Linked DNA regions of Sus scrofa: region 2 is linked to region 1. Evidence: chromatin contacts called from public Hi-C data. All regions are on one chromosome and are shown on one strand. Each heading gives the region's core, a stretch centred on a gene start, on an enhancer-like site or on the middle of the called end of the contact. The rest is flanking DNA. Distances are from core to core; before and after follow the strand shown.

Evidence for each region. A called contact is a pair of places that touch in the nucleus more often than the background predicts.
Region 2: a Hi-C map of liver shows a contact between it and region 1, with 1.6 times the contacts expected there. The contact joins the promoter of WDR45B here to the promoter of TBCD in region 1. A contact is called at or near these places in 3 of 5 promoter capture datasets (fetal liver, fetal skeletal muscle and liver), 5 of 47 Hi-C or Micro-C datasets (embryonic fibroblasts, fetal liver, liver and 2 more) and 2 of 2 datasets of contacts at active chromatin or transcription factors (alveolar macrophages and skeletal muscle).

What each region holds. Positions count from the first base shown.
Region 1 is chr12:446,487-454,333 of Sscrofa11.1, reverse strand. TBCD (tubulin folding cofactor D) reads left to right here and starts at 4,959. Exons shown (of 40, transcript NM_001244105.1): 1 at 4,959-5,166; 2 at 6,235-6,285. The coding sequence starts at 4,959. FN3K (fructosamine-3-kinase) reads left to right here. Exons shown (of 6, transcript XM_003131131.5): 5 at 2,240-2,362; 6 at 3,460-3,907. The coding sequence ends at 3,798.
Region 2 is chr12:517,641-525,487 of Sscrofa11.1, reverse strand. WDR45B (WD repeat domain 45B) reads right to left here and starts at 2,653. Exons shown (of 10, transcript NM_001190296.1): 1 at 2,488-2,653. The coding sequence starts at 2,554.

The DNA of each region.
Region 1 (7,847 bases), core at 3,710-6,209:
AAAATAAACTGCACATATTTCGAGGGTACGGTTGGGTAAGTTTTGACATGGGCACTAACCACAGTCAGGTTGCTGAGTGTGCCATCACCCCAGAAGTGCCCCTTTGCCCTTCCCTGTCCATGGCAGCCACTGATCTGCTTTCTGTCACTGTAGATAGGTTTGCAATTTGTGTAATTGTGTTTTTTTTTTGTGTGTGTGTGTGTGTGGTTTTTTTTTTTTTTTTTTGCTTTTTATGGCCACACCCATGGCATATGGAGGTTCCCAGGCTTGGGGTCAAATCAGAGCTACAGCTGCTGGCCTACACCACAGCCACAGCAACACCCGATCCCAGCCACGTCTGCGACCCACACCACAGCTGACGGCAATGCCGGATCCTTAGCCCACTGAGCGAGGCCAGGGATCGAACCCGCAAGCTCGTGGTTCCTCGTCGGATTCGTTTCCCCTGCGCCACGACGGGAACTGCCCTGTTGACTAATGATGTGGAGCATCTCTTCCCTGCTTATTTGCCGTATTTAGGGATGTAAATATTCAGGATTATTGTATCTTCATCAGTTGACTCGCTTTCCATTGCGACCCCCATTCCTTTGCTCTGAAATCTGCTTTGATACTGATAGAGCCCCTCCAGCTTTCTTTTGTTTAGTGTTAGCAAGATTTACCTTTTCTATCCTTTCAGCTGGTTTCTGTTTCTGTTTTTTTTTTTTCTTTTTTGGCTGCCTGCCGCATTTGGAGTTCCCAGGCCAGGAATCAGATCTGAGCCGCAGTTGTGACCTAAGCTTCAGCTGCAGTAATGCCAGATCCTTAATCCACTGTGCTAAGCCTGGGATCAAACCTGTGTCCGGGAGCTCCCAAGATGCTTCCGATCTCATTACGCTACAGTGGGAACTCTAATTTCTGATTTTTGAAAATGTATTTGCAAGTTCTTTGATGGCCTCGCAGGGTGGGGCTCCTGCGTTCTCACCGCTGTGACTCTGGTTGCTGTTGTGAGGCGTAGGTTCAATTCCTGGTCCAGGAATTGCCACATACTGCCTGTGTGGCAAAAAAGAAAAAAAAAAAAAAGAGAGAGAGAACCTGAAATAAATGTTGCAACTCTCTTTAAAAAAGAAATTATTGGAGTTCCCGTCGTGGCTCAGTGGTTAATTAATCTGACTAGGAACCACGAGGTTTCAGGTTGGATCCCTGGCCTTGCTCAGTGGGTTAAGAATCCAATGTTGCCATGAGCTGTGGTGTAGGTCGCAGACGTGGCTCGGATCTGGTGTTGCTGTGGCTCTGGCATAGGCCGGCGGCTACAGCTCCGATTTGACCCCTAGCCTGGGAACCTCCATATGCTGCAAGTGCAGCCCTAAAAATGAAAAGAAGACAAAAAATTTTTTTATTTTTATTTTATTTAATTTTATTATTTAATTTTATTTTTCTTTTTAGGGCTGCATCTGAGGCATATGGAGGTTCCCAGGCTAGGGAACGTATCGGAGCTGTAGCCGCCAGCCTACGCCACAGCCATGGCAATGCTGGATCCTTAATCCACTGATCAAGGCCAGGGATCAACCCTGCATCTTCATGGATGCTAGTCAGATTCGTTTCCACTAAGCCACGACAGGAATACCTGTTTTATTTTTAATATAAAGTGCCTTTCCTGTACACAGCTTATAATTGGGTGTACCCTCACCCCCACCCCTTTTTAAGGCTGCTCCTGCAGCCTGTGGAAGTTCCTAGGCTGGGGGAGAAGTGGAGCTACAATCGCTGGCCTTACGCCAGAGCCACAGCAACAGCAGATCCAAGCCACCTCTGTGACCTACACCACAGCTCATGGCAATGCCGGATCCTCAACCCACTGAGTGAGGCCAGGGATGGAGCCTGAATCCTCATAGCTACTAGTAGGGCTTGTTACTGCCGAGTCACAGTGGGGACTCCTAACCCGGCCTTGCTTTATTTCTCTAACTTGTCGGTCTCTGTCATTCAACTGGGACATTTAGACCGTTCACATTTAAGTGCTTATGGCTATGGTTAGCTTTGACTCTGTCTTGCCATTTCTTTTTTATTTCTTATCTGTTCTTTTCTCTTTTTTCTTCCTTTTGCTCTCTTTCAAATTAACTACGTCTTTGTACTTATCTCCCTTGCTGGCCAGTGATAATCTTTGCTGTGCTCTTTTAGTGGGTGCTCTAGGGTTTAGGCAGGTTTCACGCTTAACTCTGTCCTGTGAGCACCAGCTCCAGCAGCAGCCCTTCCTTTCCCTGTTGCCCAGGTGAACGAGTGGCAGGACGACTGGCCAACCTTCTTCGCGCGGCACCGGCTCCAAGCACAGCTGGACCTCATTGAGAAGGACTATGCTGACCGAGAGGCACGAGAACTCTGGTCACGGCTGCAGGTGGGCACAGCAGTTATCCCCTGGGAGTGGGGCTGTCTTTTGAGCCCACATTTCTGTGGCGCTCTCTGCTAGATAGAGCCAGGATGGAGGCCACTGAGCCTGAGCAGAGTTGGGCAAGGTGTGGACACATAAGTGCCTGACTATTGGCTTGATGGGGAAACTGGGAAGGGGGTGGGGCACTTGGCCCCTGAGCACACCTCTCACCTGCTAGGTCACCAGCTACTTAACCTCAAACTTTCCCCATGGGAAATGTAGGTGCCTGGCTTGTAAATGGCATTTACTGTTACTTTCTTAGCTGCTCTTAGGCTGTTCTGCCTTCTCACCAAGACACAAACGTCTCACCTCTCGGAGCAGATGTGGGCAGCAGGTGCCCAGAGTGGCTGGTTTCAAAACATAACTCGCGGAGTTCCTGCTGTGGCTCAGTGGGTTAAGAACCCACTATAGTGTCTGTGAGGATGTGGGTTCGATCCCTGGCCTTGCTTAGTGGGTTAAGGATCCAGCGTTGCTGTGAGCTATGGCATAGATCCCAGGCTCGGCTTGGATCCTGTATTGCTGTGACTGTGGTGCAGGTCGGCAGCTGTGGCTCCGATTCCACCCCTGGCCTGGGAATTTCCATATGCTGCAGGCGTGGCCCTAAAAAGGAAAGAAAAACAAACTCTTAAATTCTTGTTAAAAAAAAAAAAAACCCACAAAAACCCAAAAAGACAGAACTTGCAAATCAATTCAGGCTGAGCACGCATTCATGGAATTTTAACTCACTATTGAAGTAATCAGGCTACAAAAGAGGTGCTGGTGCAAGTGTGCCGTGAAACGAAGGAAGAGCAAGAACGTTTGCTAAGTTACTGAAGAACAGAACGCCACGCAGGTGATACGGCTCGTATCGCACACGGCAATAACGCCATCACCTCTGAAGTTCTTCCCTGGATGGAAATCATTAGCACTGTAGAACTTCTGGACCTAAATCCCTAGTACACGCGGAGACAAAATCACATCCCCCTGGAGCCGGAGGTCCTTTTCTCTGGGCTTGGTGGTCGGACCCTGAACATACCTTGTTGCCAGGCCCGGGGTAACTCTGTGTCCCATAATTATTTCCTTAGGTGAAGATCCCGGATCTGTTTTGTGGCCTAGAGATTGTCCCCGCCCTTCTTCACGGGGACCTCTGGTCCGGAAACGTGGCGGAGGACGACTTGGGGCCCGTCGTGTATGACCCGGCCTCCTTCTACGGCCACTCTGAGTTCGAACTGGCCATTGCCTTGATGTTCGGGGGTTTTCCCAGGCCCTTCTTCACCGCCTACCACCGGAAGGTCCCCAAGGCTCCCGGGTTTGACAGGCGGCTGCTGCTCTACCAGCTCTTTAACTACCTAAACCACTGGAACCACTTCGGGCGGCAGTACAGGAGCCCGTCCCTGGGCACCATGCGGAAGCTTCTCAAGTAGCAGCCGGCTCCGTCCCGTCCCCGCTCAGGCGCCTCGCAAAGCTGGGGCCGCAGCGCCGGAGGGACTTCAGGACAATAAAGCCCTTGGGGTCTCGGGGATGGAACCGCGTGCTCGGCTTCACCTGTGTCCTCCTTGCAGCTGGGCTAACTTAGGGGGGCCCAGACCACCTGAAAGGTCTCGGACAGGCTCATGGCCTATCCATCTTGCGGAACGTGGAGTTGGGTCCTTTCATGACAGTTGTATAGAAATGCACACAGGTTTGGGGTTCGCTTAGGCGGAAGTTGGTGTCGCGTCTCTCTGTGGATTCCTGTTTCTGGCTTAGGGAGAACTGGGGACCACAGGATTGGCCCAGCGCAGCATCCCGGGGTCTGAGCGGGGCTCCTAGGCCACCCTTACTGAGGTGGATGGTTGGAAAGAAGCTCCCCCCCCCGCCCCCGCGCGCGCCCCATTCGCAGCTGGTGTTCTGCTGGACGGAGGGGGGTGGAGGGGGCGGGAGCCTTGGTGGGGGGTGTGCCTTGACGGGTGCCTGGGGCGGTGGGGTGTCTGGGGTGTCCGGGGTGGTCGGGGTGTCCGGCTGTCACCGTGGAGGGGCGAGACTGCGGGGCACCGGGCACACCCAGAGTGCATCTCTGAAGCCTGCAGCCGCACCGTTCTCACTTCTCCCGGATCACCAATTAGCTCCTGGCATCACCAGCGCCCGACGGCCTCTTCTCTGGAAAGTGCACTGCCTAGCGGCGTGCACCTGCGCCTGAAGACGGCTTTGCTGGAAGGCCGCCACACACAGACACAGAGACACACACAGACACACACACACACAGACACACACACACGCGACCGCGGCCACGCAGGGACGCAGTGCGCGTGCGCGGGGAAGGGGGCGCGGCCCGTCTGAGGTCCGGTCCTCTGGGCCCCGCCCCCACACCGGCCTGGCCGCCCCCCGCACTATTTTGGCGGCCGGCGCGCTCCGTAGCGGGGCCTGCGCGCAAGGTCGGAGGTCGCGGGGCGGGGCCTGCGTCGTTGCCGCCTCCTCCGCCTCAGCTGGGAGCGCGCCTCGCCGCCCGCGCCTCACGCCTGGTGCTCCGCGCCTCACGCCCCTGCCCCGCGCCCAGCGCCCCCGCGGAGCCAGCTGCGAGGTCGCGGGTGCCTTTCGGCCGCGGAGGATGGCCTTGAGCGAGGAGCTGGCCCCGGGCGCCCCGGCGGACGTGGCGGAGGACCGGGCGGAGGATGCGGCGGAGGATGCGGCGCTGGCCCGCGGCGCCGCCCTCGAGTCGTTCGGAGAGAGCGCGGAGACGCGGGAGCTGCTCGGCCGCCTGCCCGCGGTGCTCGGCGACCGCGCGGCTCGGGAGGGCGCCCTGGAGCGGTTCCGGGGTGCGTGCGGGTCGGGGGAGGGAGGGGGCGCGCAGGTGCCCCGAGCGCCCGCGCCGGACCCGCTCCTTTCTGCGCCCGGAGACGGCGCGCGCGGACCCGGGGCGCCGGTCCTCCGGGCCCACGTCCCGCAGTGGGGCAGCGAGGGGTGGGCCGCCCCGCCCTGTGCCCCGGCGCTGGGGCGGTCGCGCAGCGCAGTTCCTCCGAGTCGGCGGTGCGGGCTGCGCGGGAGCCGGAGGGGAGAGGCGAGGCCGAGCGGGTGTGGGGCCGCCGCCCGAGCCGTTAGCCGCAGACCCGCCGCCCGGCCGAGCAGCGCCGTCGGGATGGCGGATCGACCCGCGCCTCAGAGGTTGAGGGTCGGTCTGGATTCTCCAGGTGTAGACAGAGCCTTGGAGCCGACCCACAACGTCCGAACGATTTCTTAGGATTCCCTGCTGAGGTGGCTAAGCAGGGTTTTGTGATTCAGTAAAACCGTCTTCGAGGGCCTCTTTCACTAAAGCAATTTCTTCGCCTTCTGCTTTCCGGGCTTTGTGATGACAGTTCTCACCTGGGAGAGGGACAGCCCCTTGCCACCTGGGCTGGTGGCTTGATTGCTCTGAGTCTGTGTCTCCGGCTGTCCCCGGGGTTGGCACCGGCGGTACCTCGTGCGGGCCCACGGGCTGTCCCAGCCTGGGGAGCGGTCAGAGGAGGACTGACCGTGGTCCAGACTGCTGCCGTAGGCGAAGGCACTGCTCCCATCGGATAGGAGTGAGCCCAGGCTCGGTGGAGTCAAGGAGGCCCGTGGTGCGAGGGCACCGAGGGCAGTTGCTTGGTGTGTGGGGCACTGGGAGAGTGAAGGCAGGGCAGCGTGTGTGTTTCACGGAGGGGAGAACTGGCTTGGCTGTCAGCAGGGGCAAAGGGAGGAAGGAGTGCTGGGCAGGTGGAGAGCGAGGCCAGGACATAGTGGCCCTGGGGGGGCTCCCTCGGGTGGCCTGGACTCTTGGGAGCTGCCCTGGGAGTCAGCATGTGTTTCCAGAGCACCTGTGTCTGTCTGCCTCAGTGATGTTAATCTTACCTTGTTTTTCTCTTTAGTCATAATGGACAAATATCAGGAGCAGCCTCACCTGTTGGACCCACACCTAGGTAAGAATAGAGGCTGATGGTTTCGATTTTATCAGTTACAGATGATCACAAAGGCCTTGGGGTATGCAGTGTGCGTGTGCACCTGTGTGTGTGCGCGTGCGTGCGTGCTCACCAGCAGCGGTAAACGGATGAAGTGCCCGGGTCTGACTTGGTGATGGTGGTGGGCATTCCGCATGTTCTCTTGGCTGCGGGCAGGTGTATTTGAGTTACTTGCTTCCTTGCTGCTGTTTCTTTTGCTCATCACGTGTGTTTTGGTCTGTTCATCTCTGGCACATGTTGTCACCTAGGAGCAAGTGGGTAAGTGCCTTGCTGTGTAATCGTCTTGAATCTCACTGTGTGCTTCTGTGGCGTCTGCATTTCACAAGTGGAGACCCTGAGGCTTGGGTTTCCTTGACTTTAGCATAGAGGGAATGGTCTTTCTGGTTTGTTTCTTTTGGGTCTTACTATTTTCTTTATTTTTTGCCCCATAACGCTTTTTCCCCTTTCTCTTGACCTGCAGTAGGAACACGTGCTCCTGGCGGTGAACTTGGGAAGGAGGAAGGTCGAGACAGGACCTTCAGTTGAACCCGGGACCTTCATGGGGGTGGCAGTGGGTCAGGAACCCCAGGGCTGGACCTCCCCGGTTTACGTCCCCTCCACTGCCGTGTAGCTGCTCTGTCCTGAGTTTTCTCCCTGGGGTGCCATGTCGTCAGCACTGCTGCCCCCAGGGCTGTTGAGACCTTAGACGCGTCACCCCGTGAGGCACCAGGCGTCAGTGTGTGCACACAGGTGCCTGCTGGTTTTTCTTTTTCAAGTAACAAGCGGGCTTGTGGAGATGAGCTTTCAGAGATGTCCACTGTCCCGGCACAGTCCGCCCATCTGAGGCATGGTCAGCAGGCCGGCCGGGAGGAGACGGGAGGTCCTCTGTCCTCCCTCGCCCAGCGATGCTGCGTCCACCTTTGAGTTATGGCTTCAGGAGCCTCTTGTGCCCCTGGAGGTTCCTAGAACCTGGTATTTTAGGAGGGTATGACTTGCTCTAGGCCTTTCTTTCTTTTCTTTTCTTTTTTTCCGCATTTTAGGGCCCCACCCACGGCCTATGGAAGTTCCTGGGCTAGGGGTTGAATTGGAGCTGTAGCTGCTGGCCTACACCACAGCTGCATCAAGGCCGGACCTGTGACCTCTACACCGCAGCTCCCGGCGACACCGGGTCCTTAACCCACTGTGCAGTGCCAGGGATCAAACCTGCATCCTCGTGGACGCTAGTGGGCTTCGTTTCTGCTGAGCCACAGCAGAAACTCCACTAGTCAGGTTCTTAACCCCCTGAGCCACGGCGGGAGCTCCACTGAGGCGCTTTCTCTGTCCTTGCCTCCTCCTCTCCCCTGGACTCCAGTCACACGTCTGCTGACGAACTCGGCTGATACTTCGGCAGTGCCCTGCGGCCCTTTAATTGTCCACTTCCTTTTTTCTCCCGTAGGGTACAGTTCTTACTATTGTATCTTCAGGTTTTCTGATTTTTTTTCGTTTGTAGTGTCTAGTCTGCTGTTGATCCAATTTAATTTTTCACTTCAGGTCTTATTTTTTCC
Region 2 (7,847 bases), core at 1,404-3,903, 73 kb before region 1:
TTTTGTCTTTTTGCCATTTCTTGAACCGCTCCAGCGGCATATGGAGGTTCCCAGGCTAGGGGTCGAATCGGAGCTGTAGCTGCCAGCCGACGCCAGAGCCACAGCAACGCAAGATCCGAGCCACGCCTGCAACCTATCCCACAGCTCACGGCAACGCCAGATCGTTAACCCACTGAGAAAGGGCAGGGATCGAACCCGCAACTTCATGGTTCCTAGTCGGATTCGTCAACCAATGCGCCACGACGGGAACTCCCGAAGCTCTACTTTTAAAACAACCTTTGATGGGCGTTCTTGTCGTGGCACAGCGGAAACTAATTCGACTAGGAACCATGAGGTTGTGGGTTGGGGGTTCCATTCCTGGCCTAGCTCAGTGGGTTAAGGATCTGCTGCTGCCGTGAGCTGTGGTGTAGGTTGCAGACGTGGCTCAGATCTGGCATTGATGTGGCTGTGGTGCAGGCCGGCAGCTGTAGCTCTGATTTGACCCCTAGTCTGGGAACCTCCATATGGCCCAGGTGCGGCCCTAAAAAGCTAAATAAATAATCTTTGATGGAACTTTTTTATTTTTGGTCTTTTTAGGGCTGCACCCCAGGCATATGGAAGTTCCCGGGCTAAGGGTCGAATTGGAGCTACAGCTGCCGGCCTCCACCACAGCCACATCAATGCCAGATCTGAGCCGTGTCTGTGAACCACACCACAGCTCACGGCAATACCACATCCTTAACCCACTAAGTGAGGCCAGGGATCGGATCTGCATTCTCCCGGATGCTAGTCAGATTCGTTTCCGCTGAGACGACAGGAACTCCTGATGAAACCTTTACAAAAGCAGTACCGGAGCTCCCACTGTTGCGCAACGGAACTGGCTGTTTCTTGGGAGCACTAGGACGCAGGTTCGATCCCCCACCCAGCACAGTGGATCAAGGATCCGGTGTTGCCACACTTGTGGCTTAGGTCGTGACTGCTCCTCGGATTTGATCCCTGGCCCAGGAGCTCCATATGCCACTGGGTGGCCACAAATGAAAAAAACACACAAACAAAACACAAAACAGTGTAAATGATCTAAAATGTGGCACAGCTGAAGCTACCTTCAGAACAGAGGCAGACTCAGCCAAAGTGTGGTTTCGGAGGCGAGGGAGTGGGAGTTTGGGTTAACAGACACAGACTGTTACATTTAGGACCGGGTAGACAGAGACCTCTGCACAGCACTGGGAACTATGTCCAATCACTTGTGATGGAGCATGGCTCAAGATAATACGAGAAAGAGGGTCACTGGTTCACCGAGCTGTACAGTAGAAACTGACCGAACTATGTAAATCAACAACAATAAAAAATTTAATAAAAAAGGATAAATGTCACTGTAAAGTAATTAACACCATTTACAAGCCTCTATCCTTATGCTGAAACTTAGTACAAGGATTCGTCTGCCACTAAGGAGACAGAGGAGACCTTGCATTTAAGGGCCTCAGAGGCAGCAAGCTTTTCGATTTTGCCTTTTTTTCTTTTTTTTTTTTGAAGCTGCCTCTCCCCTCCCTTACCCACCTGTTTTCACTGAAAGCACATTTCTCAAAGAGTTTTCAAAACCACGTTAACTCCTTAAAGAGTTCTCAATTACTATCAAAACCTATTAAAAACCTGCTGGTCCTCCTTCTGGAATTCAAAACTCATAGTGTTCAACCCCTTGCTTACTCCCCAGCGTCTAACAAGTGGCCCCCCAAGCGCACCCCGAAACCCCCGCGGTGGGGCCACACCGCCTGCGGTCCCCAGCCCCACCCCTCCAAGACCCTGCCCCGCCCCGGTCCCCGGACACACGTCAGTCTCCTTGGGCCCCAGGCCAGAACCTCGGAGCCAGCACCCCACAAGCCACTGACCCCGCGCCGACAGAGCCGGCCGACCCCGGCCCGGTCTGTTTGAATCTATCTGCTCAGAACTTTCTCCACAAATACCGGCACCGCAGCTCCTGCTTCTGGATCCTCTACAGTCCGGTTCCAAAGCCGGCGAACAAGGGGCCCCGCACCCCGCCGGCCTCGAAACGCGAAACAAGCCATTTCCCCAAAGGCGTGCTGCACCCAACAAAAGAAGAAAATGTGCATCCGGCGGCATTTTCTTCTGAAACCAGCAGAAAAGGCGAAGACCTTCGCGGGCGAGGGCGAGGGCCTGCGCGGGTGGGGGAGGGCGGCGAAGGGCCGGGCGTCCGCACCTCGCTCGACCCGGGCCCGTCCGCTGGTGACCCTGAAGCCGCAGGGAAAGCCCGTCAGGTCCGAGGGCGGGCCGGGGCGGTGGGCCGGCGGCCGAGGGGCGTAGCGGAGGGGTGCCCGGGGGGCAGGAGGGGGCGCCGGGGGCGGGGGGCGGGGCGTGCAGGGCCGCGGACGAGCCGCCTGGGCTCGGCGCCGACGCCGCCCGGGGGAGCGGGAGGCCCAGGCGGGACGCCGCCCGGGAGGAGCAGCGGCGGCGGGAGGGCCGGGGCCGGGGCCTCCGCGGGACTCCCCTCACCGTGGTCCTGGTTGAAGCCGGCATACAGCAGCCCGTTGCCGTGCGGGTTGCAGGGTAGGAGGTTCATGGCGCCGCCCGGGGTCCGCCGCGCCTCAGCGCCGCATGCCGCTCAGGGAGGCCGGGGCCGTCGGGGTCTGTCTGGCCAGCGCGGAGGCCGCCGCGGCCGGAAGTGAGAGGCCACCACCTGCGCGCGCAGCCAGGGAGCGCGGAGCTCCGAGCGCATCCACCCGGGGCCTGCAGGCCGGTTAGGAGCGCGAGAGCGTCACGTCCACGGGGGGCGGGGCCGCGCCAGAAGGGGCGGGGCATCTTGGGGGCGGAGCCGGCGGGCCGCTTCTGGGGCGGGGCCTGGCCCGAGGGGCGGGGCCTCATCTGGAGAGGGCGGGGAGGGCTGGGGGCCCGGAACCGCCTGCCTGGGTGGGAGGACACCCCCGCTAGGGCCACCCACCCACCCGTGAACTTCGATTCAAAGTAACAGCTGTGCCCCTCGACCCTCAGGAGCAGGCGGGGCCCAGACCCCCACAGTAACTCAAGTTCCCCCGGAAATCGTGTAAATTAAGGCAAACGTAAGAGACCTTTTCTTATTTTTAATTGATAAAAAGATGTGTCTCGGTGAAAATGACAGTGCACTATGGAGTTTTTACAGGAATGCTAGTAAAATGTACGCAAAAACACCAAAATGGGTGGAAGAGAGGAAATGGAAGTGCAGGTGACCCTTGACCAATGCAGGCCACTTACACAGGCATTTTTCAGTAGTAAGTGCAGCAGCAAGTGCAGAACCGCAGTGACGCGATAGGAGCGCTGACTCCAAATTACACGCAGATTTTTTTACTATGTGGAGAGTGGGAGGACACAGAATCTCCAGGACACACACCTGGCACCCTCACCCCCCACCCCAGGACACACAGCCCCTGGGATCCAGCCCATCCCTGGATAAGGTTCTGGGCTTCCCAGCACCAAGGAGCCAGCCCAGCTCCTATCCAGCTCAAGAGGCCACAGAGGCAGGAGCATCTGGCCTGTGAGTCCCCCCGCAGAGACCCCTCCGGCCTTCCGCTCCACTGTCCACCTCCCCCCACACCCACCCACCTGCAACCCTCTCACTCCATCCACCGTGGGGGTTGCAGGCTGGCAGGGCTGGACAGGCAGCAACCCATGGTTTGGACGAGATCTAATCCCAGACCCAGGGCCCCTTGCGGCACATCCCAGACTCAAGGAACCCTGCTGCTGGAGCCCGGTCTGGCTGTTACCACCTGGAGCTCCAGCAATTACCTGTGGTCCTGGGCGGCGCGTGGGGAAGTGAGGGGCCCAGCTTTTCTCTTGATTTCCCAGAGGCTACCTCCAGGCCACCTCCAATTCACATGTCACTCAGTTCCACTGTGGTACCGGGCTGGGGTGTTTGTGGGGCATCTCCTTACCACAGCCTAACCAGGAAGCTCAAGGCGCTGCACCCACTGCGCTGGGGTTGACAGGAGCCTCAAAGATGTGTCCACCCAGGAGTTCCCGTCAAGCCGAAGCTGTGATGACCCCAACGAGTATCCGTGAGGACTCAGGTTCGATCCCTGGCCTCATTCAGTGGGTTAAGGATCCGGCACTGCTGTGGCTCTGGTGGAGCTGACAGCTGCAGCTCGATTCAGTCCCCAACCTGGGAACTTCCATATGCCGCGGGTACGGCCTTAAAAAGCAAAAACAAAAACAAAAACAATTTGTCCGCCCAGATGCATGATTAAAGATTCTAAGATGGCTCACCTTCACCCTGGGAAGATGGCTTTGAGTCCAATGGCAAACCTTCTCCTTTGGAGAGAGGAGGGGGAGGGGCACAGAGAGGGTGGCCAGGGGTGGTGGAGGCTGAGATTGGGGTGGTGTGGTCAAGGCAGCGAAAGCCAAGGTTTTCGGGCCACCAAGAGCTGGAAGAGGTCTGGGAGGATTCTCCCCCAGACCCCACAACCACCCCCTGGACCCCAGATGGGGGCCCACGCGGCCTCACGACCACCCCCTAGACCCCCAGATGGGGGCCCTCCTGGCCCCATGACGAGCCCCAAGTCTTCTGGGGAGATGGGAAGGGAGAGCAGGACCCTGTCAAGCCACTCCCACCTCTGAGGGCAGACGGGGTTTGAGCCAGGCAGAGGGGCACAGGCTTGCCATAGGTGCTGTGGGAGAGCCCAGCCCCCTTTTGTAAGGAAAACACTACCTAGGGTCTCCACAGCCTTGGCCCCAGGAGGAGATGCTGCCCAGGACCCTCTCGGGGAGACTCTGAGTGTCCCTGTGACCCAGGGTCGCATCTGCAGGTTTATTAAAGGTGCTTTTGCAAGATGAAAAGTGCCGGGCAAGGCCAGGGAGTTTAGCCGCCTGTGCAGAGAAGACGTGCCCTCCCACCCCAACCCACCCCGGCGATGGACAGGTGCGCACGACTCACTGTGCGCGAGGCTCACGGCGGGACACGTAGGTCCGTGGATGCCAACGTGGAAGGAAGCAGGCGTGGTTCACAGACCTGGCGATGGCATTGCTCCTGGGCAGAGGCTCCCCGCACCGGGAGAGGGGCCCCGGCGTAAGGCCGGAAAACGGCCCCAGAGATGCGAACGTGTCACCTCGTGTGGCGGAAGTGACTGTGCAGATGGGCTCGTGTTATGGACCTTGAGCTGGGCCCCAAAGGCCACCCCATTATGAGAGGGAGCCAGGAGGGCCTGTGTGAGCAGAGGCAGAGGTTAGCCCAGTCCAGTGGGGGGCCAGAGAACTGGGTGCTTCCAGCAGCCAGAACCAGAAGAGGCTGGACCCGGTCCTCCCTTGTCCTGTAGAAGAAACCAGCCCTGCCCACCCCTTGAGTTTAGCCCCTGGAGGATTGTTCCGAGCTCCTGACTGCACAGCTGTAGAATGAACAGGTGAGGTTTAAGCCAGGCCAGCTGGAAGCTTGCTTCAGCTCACAGCAAGCTGAAGAAGGGCCCTCAAAGTTGTCAGGTCCTCACATCTGAACCTGCAAACAGTACTGCATTTGGGGAAAAGAATCTGTGCAGATGTGTTTAGATTAAGGACCTGAGGGCAGGGGGCGGGGGGGTTCTGGATGATCTGAACGTGCCCTAAATGCCATCACTTGCGTCCTCCCAAGAGGAAAGCGGAGGGAGACCTGACATGTTAGCCGTTCTTAGCCTCCATTCCTGCCAGCCCAGAGTTACCCAGATGGCCATCCCAGCCTCGCCGCCGCTCCCTGAGAGCATGGAGCCTGGCACAGTGCTCCCCCAGCACAGGCTGGGCAGAGTCCTTTCCAGCACCTTCCCACGGGAAGCGCCAGGCAAAGTCTCCCTCTTCCGTGAGTTCCTGCTAGTCTTTGGCTGACGGCAGTGACAGCACCTCTGACTGCCTCACCTAGAAGGGGCGAAGGCTGGAGCAGCAGCAGCTGCCTGGGGGCAGGGTGGACTTTTGCCTCTGTCTTCCTCACCACGATGACTCAGAGACCTCTGCGCTGGGCTGGTTCCACTGTTATTGTGGAAAAGCAGAGAGAAAGAAGCAGTACTGCACCTTGAGTTCCAGACTGAGGCGGGAAAGGGACAGTCATATGAAAACCCAAACTTGGGGAGTTCCTGCTGTGGCACCCTGGGTTAAGAATCTTTTTACTTTAGGGAATTCCTGTGTGGTGCAGCAGAAACGAATCCGACTAGCAACCATGAGGTTGTGGGTTCGATCCCTGGCCTCGCTCAGTGGGTTAAGGATCTGGCATTGCCGTGAGCTGTGGTGTAGGTTGCAGACTCAGCTTGGATGCCATGTTACTGTGACTGTGGTGTAGCTGGCGGCCACAGTTCCGATTCGACCCCTAGCCTGGGAACCTCCATATGCCTCAGGTGAGGCCCTAAAAAAAAGGACAAAAAGACCAAAAAAAAAAAAAAAAAAGAATCTTTTTATTTTATTTCTATTTTTCGGGGGTTAAGAATCTGACTGCAGTGGCTTGGGTTGCTGGAGAGGCCCCGGTTTGATCCTGGCCCAGTGTAGTGGGTCGCAGAAGCCTCTGCAGCAACGGCTGCCTGGTTCAGAGGCTTTGTGAGCCTCACAGCCTTGCTCTGGTGTCACCCCCAGTGGAGGCAGGGCCCCCGGGGAGGTGAGGCCCAGCAGCCTGTAGGGAGCAGGGAGTGAACGCTGCTTTTTAGGGCCGCACCTGCAGCATACGGGGGTTGCTAGGCAAGGGGTTGAATTGGAGCTACAGCTGCCAGCCTACACCACAGCCACAGCAATGCAGGATCCGAGCTGCGCCTGTGACCTGCACCACAGCTCACGGCCACTCTGGATCCTTAATCCATTGAGCGAGGCCAGGGATCAAACCTGTGTCCTCATGGATACTAGTTGGGTTCATTACGGCTGAGCCACGACAGGAACTCCTGGGTTTGTTTTTATTTCACAGAAATGCCACTATTTTCCTTTGGCCTCACCCACGGCATGTGGAAGTTTCGGGGCCAGGGATCAAACCCACGCCACAGTGGTGACAATGTTGGGTCCTTAACCTGCGGAGCTACCAGGGAACTCCCAGAAACGCCACTGTGACAGCAGTTTCTACTGTGAAGTCTAACGACTTCCTTGTCTTGTGAGGGTCCCGGTTGTCTTCACTGCCCCAAACTCGCGGCCTGAAACAAGCGAAATGCGCCTCTCATGGCTCTGCAGGCTGGAGTCTGCATCCGGGGTGGCTCTGGCGGCCCCGGGTGTCTTTCGCCTGAGGAGGGCTGAGCCCTCCTGAACAGCTGGCGCTTGGAGAAGCCTGGCTTCAGGGGGTCCTTCAACTAAACCACAAAACGGGCTGAAGGGGCCGAGTTCAGCCTGGCTTCCAGGCATCCATCCACCAGGCCACCTTCCCCCCACGGCCTCGGGAACGTGCGCCTTCCCCGTCACGGGCCCCTGGGGAAGGCGGGGGCTGGCCTTCAGGGGGCCCTCCTCGTCTCTGCTGGTAGCAGTCAGGGCCCCATGGTCAGCGGTCAGCACTTCTCGAGCCTCTGCCCACCAACCAGCACGCAAAGGGTCCTCCCAGGCCCACAGACCTCAGGGCTTCCTGTTGTCCCCTCGATGGCTCCCCTGGGGGCGCCATACCCTCCATGCCCAGGGGGCTGGGTGACTGGTGGTGCCCATGCCACCCGCCCTCGGGGCCTCAGCCCTACTCTCTCTGAATGAAAGGGTGGCTCGCGTTCCGGGGCCCTGGGTCTAGAGAGCATTATGGGAGTCCAAGGATGCTGGGGCATTTTCCCTTCTCTTGGAGTTATTGTTTCAATTCCTCGTCGTAGCCTCCAGCCCCACAGAGAACGGAGCGGCAGAACCAGGAAGGGGAGGCCCTGCCTGGAGTCTCGGCAGGGCCAGCTCTGCTCCGTCTCTGTGCTGGGAGCAGACGGGCCCGC